Regions from separate parts of the Canis lupus genome. Here region 2 is linked to region 1. A link is a contact called in public Hi-C data. All regions are on one chromosome and are shown on one strand. Each heading gives the region's core, a stretch centred on a gene start, on an enhancer-like site or on the middle of the called end of the contact. The rest is flanking DNA. Distances are from core to core; before and after follow the strand shown. Region 1 holds the start of ATP2B4 (plasma membrane calcium-transporting ATPase 4). Region 2 overlaps ATP2B4 (plasma membrane calcium-transporting ATPase 4).

Region 1 (4,091 bases), core at 960-3,459:
CACTGCAGACGAGCTTAAAATACACTTTAATACATTTAAAGCACCATTCTGGAGACTGGCTTTCTCATGATAAAGATGCAACTGACACTCATTGGACTCTAAAATGTCAAGTTATTGCCATCCAGCAGGGAGCCTGACAAACCATTAAATCTGAAGCTCTGTTCAGCTTATGCCTTTCCTTCCATTCCCATGTCTTCTCCAACAATTGATCTGGGCTCCTGAAGCTGACATTTCGGTAGGACCTTCCAAACTCTAACAAGATATGGTCTCTCTCCCTGCTAGCAGTTCGTCCGTGGAAAAGCCTTGGGGAGTGGGGTCAGAGGGACCAAAGCAGTTGGGAGGGGGGCAGGGAGTGAGTGAGAACAAATCTCCCCCTTGGTGTCCTCTAAGTGCCAAGGAGGATAAACAAGAAGTTTATGGATGGTTACCATACAAGGTGGCTCCTGAAGTTCCCTCCACACCCCTGCAACCTTCCACCAACCAGGCAGGAGAGAAGAGGCACAGGACAGGCAGAGGCCGATTTTGGACCTGGTTCCCGAAAGAGCTGGTGGCAGGGAATCTCCAGGACCACACTGGGGAGCTCTAAATTCTGAGCCCTGAGCAACAGATCTAAAAAATCTCCCTGCATTTTATCTGTTTAATTTTCCTGAGGTCAGAAATAGGATGTGGCTGGGGAGCCTGGGTGGCTCAGTCAGTTAAGCAGCTGTCTTTGGCTTACGTCAGGATCCTGAGGTCCTGGGATGGAGCCCCTTGTCTGACTCCCTACTCAGCGGGGAGTCAGCTTCTCCCTCTCCCTCTGCTCCTACTTCCCCCACCCCCACCATCTGCTCTCTCTTTCTCTCAAATAAATAAAAAGAATCTTAAAAAAAAAAAAAAAACAGAAAGAAAGAAAGCAGATGTGGATGAGATCCTGAGAAACAATAGGATAGGAAAATAGGAGAAAAGAATTCAAATGTTAGGAAACTAGAGAGGATGCTAATAGGCAGAAGGAAAGTAGACCCTGGGAGTCTAATTCACAAGTCTGTTTCCCCGTGTGCATGTTGTTCTCCACCCTGGACAGTGAGGACAGGATGCAAAGCAGGGCAGTAATGGTGTGACGGGCTGGGTTGGGATGGAAGGATCTAAGAGGCCTCTTTCCAAACCCCTGAAGTTGTAGTAGGTCACCTTCTTCACTGCACAGTTGACAACTCTGACGGGTGAAGTGTATGTTAACCTGCCTTCCAGAAGCACATGAATATGAATGAGGGGTGTGCTGAGGTAGGTGTGGGAATGTATCAGTCACCGTAGATTTGTTGTGTGAATCAGTGGATGGTGCATGTTTGTACTTGAAAGCCACAAGCAAAATCCAGGCAAAAGCTATGGGTGGCACTCTTGCACAATTGCTGGTGGGAGTGTAGCTGCGGAGGTGTGATTGACAATTTATAGGCTGTGTCTAAGTGCACACTGATGTCTGAGTGTGGGCAAATTAAAATGGAAATGTGTGTCAGAGTAGGATACAAGCACAGGAAAGCTCACAGGCTTCGGAGTCCATCTGACTTGGCTTTGCATCCCGGCACTGTCATTAACCAAGTGTGTAACCTTGGGCCAGCCACCGATTCTCAATTTCCTCAACTCTGAAATGAGGATAATAATAAGTACCTTCCAAGATTGCCATGAGCATTGGAACTAATGCCAAACACGCAAAGCTTTTCTGCTTTAGACCACACAGTAGGGCTCATGAGACGGCAGCCGGCATCATGCAGGGTGGATGGGCCTCGATGGGCCTCCGTAAGTACTGAGGCAAGAGGGCCCAAAATACGACCCGGGAAAGTGCGCGTGCGAAGCCCGGGTGAGGAGGTGTGTACTACGATTTGTGTGTAAGCAAAGCTGTGTACCTGTGTGCATCCCAAGCAATTCCTCCTCTCCAGGGAGTCCCCTATGCAGACAGGGGCAGGAGGGTGGGGGCCCCGTGACACAAGTGCTGCAGACACCTCGGGTTCCTGGGTCCCCGCGTGTGTGAGTGAGTAAGAGCTTGAGAGGCCCTTAGGAGCTGCAGGAAGCCAACCGCCAGCCCTGAAGCTTCCTTTTTTCCCTCCACCCAGCGACGGTTGAACACCGCCACCCACATCCACCTCCACCCTGCTTTCCTTCCTACAAGTGACAGCAAGGGCAGGGAGGAAAGCAGAGAAAGGATTCCTCCCCTCCAGGTCTCGTTCCCCCTTAAGACAAACCAGGGAGCCGCTGTAGCTCCAAATCGGGCCACCTTCACCGAGGAGCCAAGCCCCACCTCCGGCCCAGCGCTGCTCCTCCCCTCCGGCTCCCTCCCCTCCGGGAGAGCTGCTGAGCCCGAGTCTGGCCCGAGTTGGCTGGAGCTGTTGCCATGACAAGCATTTTCTTAAGAAAGCTCTGCTGTTAAGACAGTCCAACGCTGGCGGCCGGGGGGGGGCACGAACTTCCTGGGGAACCTTCCTTCGGAGGAGACCGAGCCAGAGACAGCCGTGCGGCTCCCCTGAACCCGTTTTCTTCCAGGAACCCGAGAGGTCCTTCCCTTTGGGAGGGCCGGGGGAGGAGACCCGGCCCACTCGGGCCGTAGCTGGAAAGGCTGGAGCGCAAAGCCGGCATCTCTGGCGTGGCTGCCCCACTGGGGAGACCGGTGGGTGGTCACCCCCATCCTACCAGGTCCATGGAGACCCGGCCGCAGAGTCCCGCCTGGAGAAGCCTGGATCTTTGCTAGAAAGGCAGGTAGGCTTGCAGAGACCGAATCGGCTCGCGGTTTGCAAACTTTCTTTCTTTCTTTGCTCTCATGATAGCTTCTAAAACTCCCCGAATTTCCCCTTCTAGCGTGTTTCTTGCCACCGGGTTTGCAGTGTGCGTGTGTTATGTGTGTGCGCGCCCAGATTGGTCGAACACCGTATTTCCTAGATTCCCTTCTGAGAGGCCGTATGATCAAACAAGTGATTTTTTTTTTTCCTCCTTTCCCAGGTTCTTGGGTTTTGTTTTTTGTTTTGTTTGTTCTGTTTTGTTTTTTTTTTCTTTTGTCATTCCTGGGCCTTGGGGGTAGGGCGATGGAGAGTCTGTCTTTTTCACACCCAAACTGAGCTTTTGGAAAAAGCATTCATTCCACCACCCCCCATCCGCTCCTGCCCTCCCCCTCCCCCTCCCCCTTGGCTGGGGAATGAGACGCAGAATGGAAAACTGTTGCAAAAATATTTTCCGCGTCTGTTCCCTTTCTCCAAAGCCCCAAAGAGAGATGGAAAAAAAAAAAAAAAAAGAACCGAGTAAGAAATTTTCAACGGGAGGGAGGGGCTGCCTTGGGGACTGGCTGGGGGGTGGGCGGAGGTGGGAGAGGTGGAGGGGTGGGGAGGGGAGCGCACAAATTAAATTTCTGTAGCTTTGTAGAGAAACCTCAGCAGTTTCTCTGCCGCTTGCAAAACGTCCCCAAGCTTTCACGTCTATAATTAGCGGTGGAAGGAGCTGGGAGTTCCCTCGCCCCGCGGCTGCCGAGTGTGGGCCGAGCGTCGAGAACCAACTGTAGGAGTGTCCCTGGGGCACCGCCCCACCATCCCCGGTCCCAAAGGGGAGCAAAGAGCAGGAGGCGACTTGGAAAGTTTGCGGTGCGGGGCCGGGCAGCGCTGGGAGGGAGGCTGGGGTCGGCCCCCGGTGTCCCGGGGAGGCTCCGCGGGGCTCTGCGCGGTCGCAGCGCTGGGAGGGAGGCCGGGGTGGCCGGTCCTGCCCGCGCACTGGGCGGGCTCCGGGCTGCGGCCGCGCGGGGAGGGGGCGCGGGGGGGGGCGCGCGGGGAGGGGGCGCGCGGGAGGGGGCGCGGGGGGCCGCAGGCGCCTCCCGGGCACCCCCGCCGGGCCCACGGCGACGTGCAGACGCGGAGTCGGCGCCCGCTGGCCTGCGGGGGTGGCGGATGGAGAAGTCGCGGGCGCGCAGCTGCCGCGGCGGGGGAGGGGCCGCGCCCCGGCTGCAGCGCCGTCTCCGCGGGGGGGTCTGGACCGAGGCTGCAGGACCCCGCCCGCGCTCCCGGAGCTCCTCCCCGGGGCTGCCCCTTCCTGCCCTTCCTCGTCCGCGGCCCCCTCCAGCGCCCTCGGCGCCCGCCCCCTCTCCC
Region 2 (4,091 bases), core at 451-2,950, 54 kb after region 1:
TGGGCATGGCTGCAGAGATCAACAGTCTGGGGCACTCTGCCCATCATGCTTTGGGCAGATCTATTAGCACTACTCTAAGATGTGAGAGAGAATCAAGCCAGAAGAATATCTTGGAGGGAAGTGAAAGGGTGCAGGTGGGCAGACCAGCTCAAACAGCCAGGAGGCAGCTACGCTGCGATGTGAATATTTGAGGCAAGTCCAGTCGCTTCATAAAAGAAATACTTGGTACTTTATAGAGGGGTGGGAAAGGCCTCCACCAAACCCACCGGAAGCAGCATCAACAGCTGGAAGGAGGAGGGTCAGTGATGGAGAAAGAGGAGAGTGAAAGTGCCCCCCTCCATTCCTCCTCCCCCCTGCAGGGAATTCCATGCTGCATCCTGGGAGTTCCCTGTCTGACTTGAGTTCTGTGCCCAGGGCTGAATGAGGCCAACAGTGTGTGACAGCTCTGGGTCTTCTCTTCCCAGCCCAACCCCAGGCTCTGCGAATTCTATTCCAGCCTCCTTGCCCAGAGCTGGGCTCCTGGGCAAGCTGGCATAATGCTGCCAGGCAGTACACAGAGAAGGCTTGATGGGGAGAGGGAAGAAGTCTTCCTGGGCCTGAGGCCCCTCCCTGGTCTGCTCTCTCCCCTTGCACCAGGCCAGGAATCCTTTGTGCCGCATCCCTTTGGGAGCTCAGCAGAAACTCTTGCAAGTTCCCTTGTGTTTTTGAACTTTCTTGTTGCCTTGCATCGAACATCAGCTAGGGGTGGGGAGGAAGATAGCACTCCCTCCTTGGCTGAGGCAGATGTTTCGTCTACCCTTGGAAGTAGGGCTTTTGCTCTTTTTATTTAGCTCCAAGGTGTGAGCACCAGGGAGCATGACACTGGAGGGAAGCACACGCACAGTGTAGGAGCAAGTGGCCAAGCAGAGGGCTGCGGAGGGCAGATGAGGGAGCTTGCTTTCTCTGTGCCAGCTTTGGAGTGGTCAGAAAAGGCATAGAGCAGAGGGCCAGACAGGGAGAGACATCCCCTGCCGGAGCTGCTGGATTTTCTGAACCGAGAATGACGAAAAGACCATTCTTCCCTCAGTCAGGCATCCTCTTGCCGTGACTCTGGGGAGATGGCTTTATCTCCAGGGGCTGGAAGTCCAGCAGAGGGAGAGCACATCTCCCAGCTGTTAGTGGTGTTAAGCTGGAGAGGGGGACATAGGGAAGGTGCTCTGCCTCCTCAAGAGGTGGCATTTGGTTAAAGCCTGTGGTCCCTGCATTGTTTTTAAGCTCCTCTCCCCCTTAGCCCCCAACCCAAGGCTTTTACGGTAGGACCTGACAAGTATTCTTTTTTTGGATCTGAAACATGTTCTGATGTCTGTTCTCATATACCAAGGAAGACTGCCTTCGAAATAACCCAGAGAAACCTCTCCCTTGTGCTCTCTGTATGGGAGAAGATTCTGCTGTCTCTTTGGCAAAGCACCATAACTCAGACAGCTGGGAAGTCCCTCGTGATGTCTAACCTAGCCCCACCCTTTCTGGGGCTGAGCTGGTTCTCATAAGGGGTCCTCTGCTGACAGTCCTTGGCCTCCTAGGGAGGCTGGCCCTGGCCCTTCCCTGCTGGAGCCAGGCCACTGAGGGCTGTGCTGCAGCCTCTCCTCCCAAGCCCTGGTTCCCTGTATAGGCTCCCAGCAGACACAGATTTTCCACTGCTGCTTTTCCATCTCCTGCCAGCCTGGGCAGGGGCTGTGTAACTCCCCAGCATGGGGTGGGGGCGATGACTTCACAGCCTGACGTTCTCGCCGCCTCTCCCAGCTCATGTGTTCGGTCTGGTTCTTAGGGCCAAAAGTAATCCTGATTTGGGTGGGGCTTTTTCTCTCATGTTCTTGGGGACAAAGATTCCTCTCATTTTTTAAAAAAATGTATTTCTAAGGGAAATCCTTTTCCTGTGTTTCCAGCATTCTCTCCCTGCCAAGTATTCCTTTCCCTCTCCAGGAAGTTGTGTATTTGAGAAGCAAGTGCAGAGATCAGGGACTAATACTCTCTCTTTGGCTAGACAAGTATTTATGTGAAATTACTGCTACAGAGAGCAGGGTCTGGGAGCCTCTGAGGGCAGGAAGAATGGAATGAAAAGCCCAAAATTGGGGATTGGCTGAGCTCCCAGTCTGGCATGGCTTTCCTGTGTCCGGCCACATGTCAGAGGAGGATTCCCAAGGCTACTATGCTGACAGCCACTGCAGGCCCTCCCTGCCCCCAGGAACCCTGCTGGGAACTGGGACAGCCACCTGCCAGTCCTAAGGTAGCCACCATGAGAGCTTAGGGTCACTTAAGGTGGAACAGACAGATAAGAGAAAGTGGCAAAAACACAGTAAGTGTGTGACTCTGAGAGCAGGTTCGCGTCTAGGCAAGAGCAAGGCCTGAGCTTCTTTGTTTTCCTTAACGGGTCTTGCTTGGTTTGCTCGGGTCCAAAAAAAGGCCATCATGGACCTTTCCTCGAGTATAAGATCCATAGGCTGGACTCTGAGGGACCTGGCGTCACCATCTCTAAGCACTGGAAAAAAGACAGGACTAATTCACTTCAGCCCAGTTGTGGACAGTGGGAACAGGGCTAACTTGCTCAGAGGCGCAGAAGAAAGCAGCATATGGGTCGCTCTGTCACGAAGGAAGCAGGGTGATCAGCCATCCTGTTTGCCTGGCACATGGGGGGTTACGGTTTCCAGGAGGCAGGAGCTTCAGTGCCCAAACCCAGGAAGTCCCAGGCAAACCCCAGGCAAACCCCAGGCAAACAGGGACCAGTTAGTCCCCTGGAATGAAGCCTCAGCGGAGTGTAGCTGCTTCCACACCCCAGCCCTCTCCACGTGTAGGTTGGCATCCAGCTGCTTCCTGGGGAGTGGTGTAGACTCTGCTGCATACTAACCAAGTGGTTACATAACCTCTCAGGGCCTTAGTCTGCTTGTATGTAAAATGGGGTTAACAGTAGCTGCCACATAGGGTTTTACAGTGTCTGAATGAGAAGACACGAATGTGCCTGCTAAAGCATCTGGCACATAGTTATCACTTAAATGTTAGCAACCTGATTTATTACTCATTCATTCAGTTCATTCAACAGATTTGTATGCGTACTATGTGCCAGGCACTGCTGTACACCTAAAGAACAGAGACAAAAATCCTGCCCTTGTGGAGAAGGATAGACAGACACAATAAGTGAATGCGTCATACAACGTATTAGGGAGAAGACGTCTGGAGAGGACTAGTTACACAGGATAAGGGGATTGAGAATCCTGGAGCAGAGAAGCCATGATATTAAATAGGATGGCCAGGGTCGGCCTCAGTGAGAAGGTGACATGTGTTCAGAGACCCCAAGACGATAAGAGAATAAGCCCTAGCTAGTGAAACAAGCTGAGCAAGCAAAGAGCCCGTGCGGGGCCCTGGAATAGAAGCTTGTCTCATGCATTCAAGGAAACGGCAGGAAGGCTCACTGGGCACAGGGAACAAGAGCACACAGTAGGAGTTACAGGACAGGAGGCGGGGGGCTCTCAAGGGTCTTTACGGGTCATCACGAAGGCTTTGGTGCCCAGTTTTTTTTTGTTTTGTTTTTTTATTTTTAAGATTTTATTTATTTATTCATGAGAGACACAGAGAGAGAGGCAGAGACACAGGCAGAGGGAGAAGCAGGCTCCACGCAGGGAGCTCAATGCAGGACTCGATCCCAGGACCCCAGGATCACACCCTGAGCCAAAGGCAGACACTAAACCGCTGAGCCACCCCGGTGTCCCTTGGTGCCTGGTTTCACTGCAAGTAAAAGCCACCAGAGGATCCCGAGCTGATGACTGGCAGGGGTTAACTGAGTTTGAAAAAGATCATTCCAGTGACTGTGTTGGGAGGAGACTGGGCACAGGATAGCAAGGGTAGGAGCAAGGTCACCAGTTAGAGGACAGTTGTCCTTACCCAGGCAAGAGATAGTGCCAGCTCAGCCCAGGATGGTGGCAGTGGAAAGTGAGAAGCAAGTGGACCTTGGGTATACTTTGAAGATAAAGCTGCCAGGATGTGAGGGCTGAATGGATAGAGCGGGAGAGAGAGAGAGATCACAGGGTATTAATCTGAGACCAGAGAGGGCAGGATGACCT

Evidence for each region. A called contact is a pair of places that touch in the nucleus more often than the background predicts.
Region 2: a contact with region 1 is called in a Hi-C map of skin fibroblasts, with 2.6 times the contacts expected there. The contact joins the enhancer-like site here to the promoter of ATP2B4 in region 1. A contact is called at or near these places in 2 of 9 Hi-C or Micro-C datasets (amygdala and skin fibroblasts).

What each region holds. Positions count from the first base shown.
Region 1 is chr38:915,930-920,020 of UU_Cfam_GSD_1.0, forward strand. ATP2B4 (plasma membrane calcium-transporting ATPase 4) reads left to right here and starts at 2,210. Exons shown (of 22, transcript XM_038585953.1): 1 at 2,210-2,721.
Region 2 is chr38:970,506-974,596 of UU_Cfam_GSD_1.0, forward strand. All of the region lies in intron 2 of ATP2B4 (plasma membrane calcium-transporting ATPase 4), which reads left to right. Among named protein-coding and RNA genes, the nearest start is that of LAX1, 54 kb to the right of the region's middle. Within about 2 kb of position 1,701, at least 7 of the 20 cell types and tissues checked have an H3K27ac peak or open chromatin away from gene starts, as enhancers often do.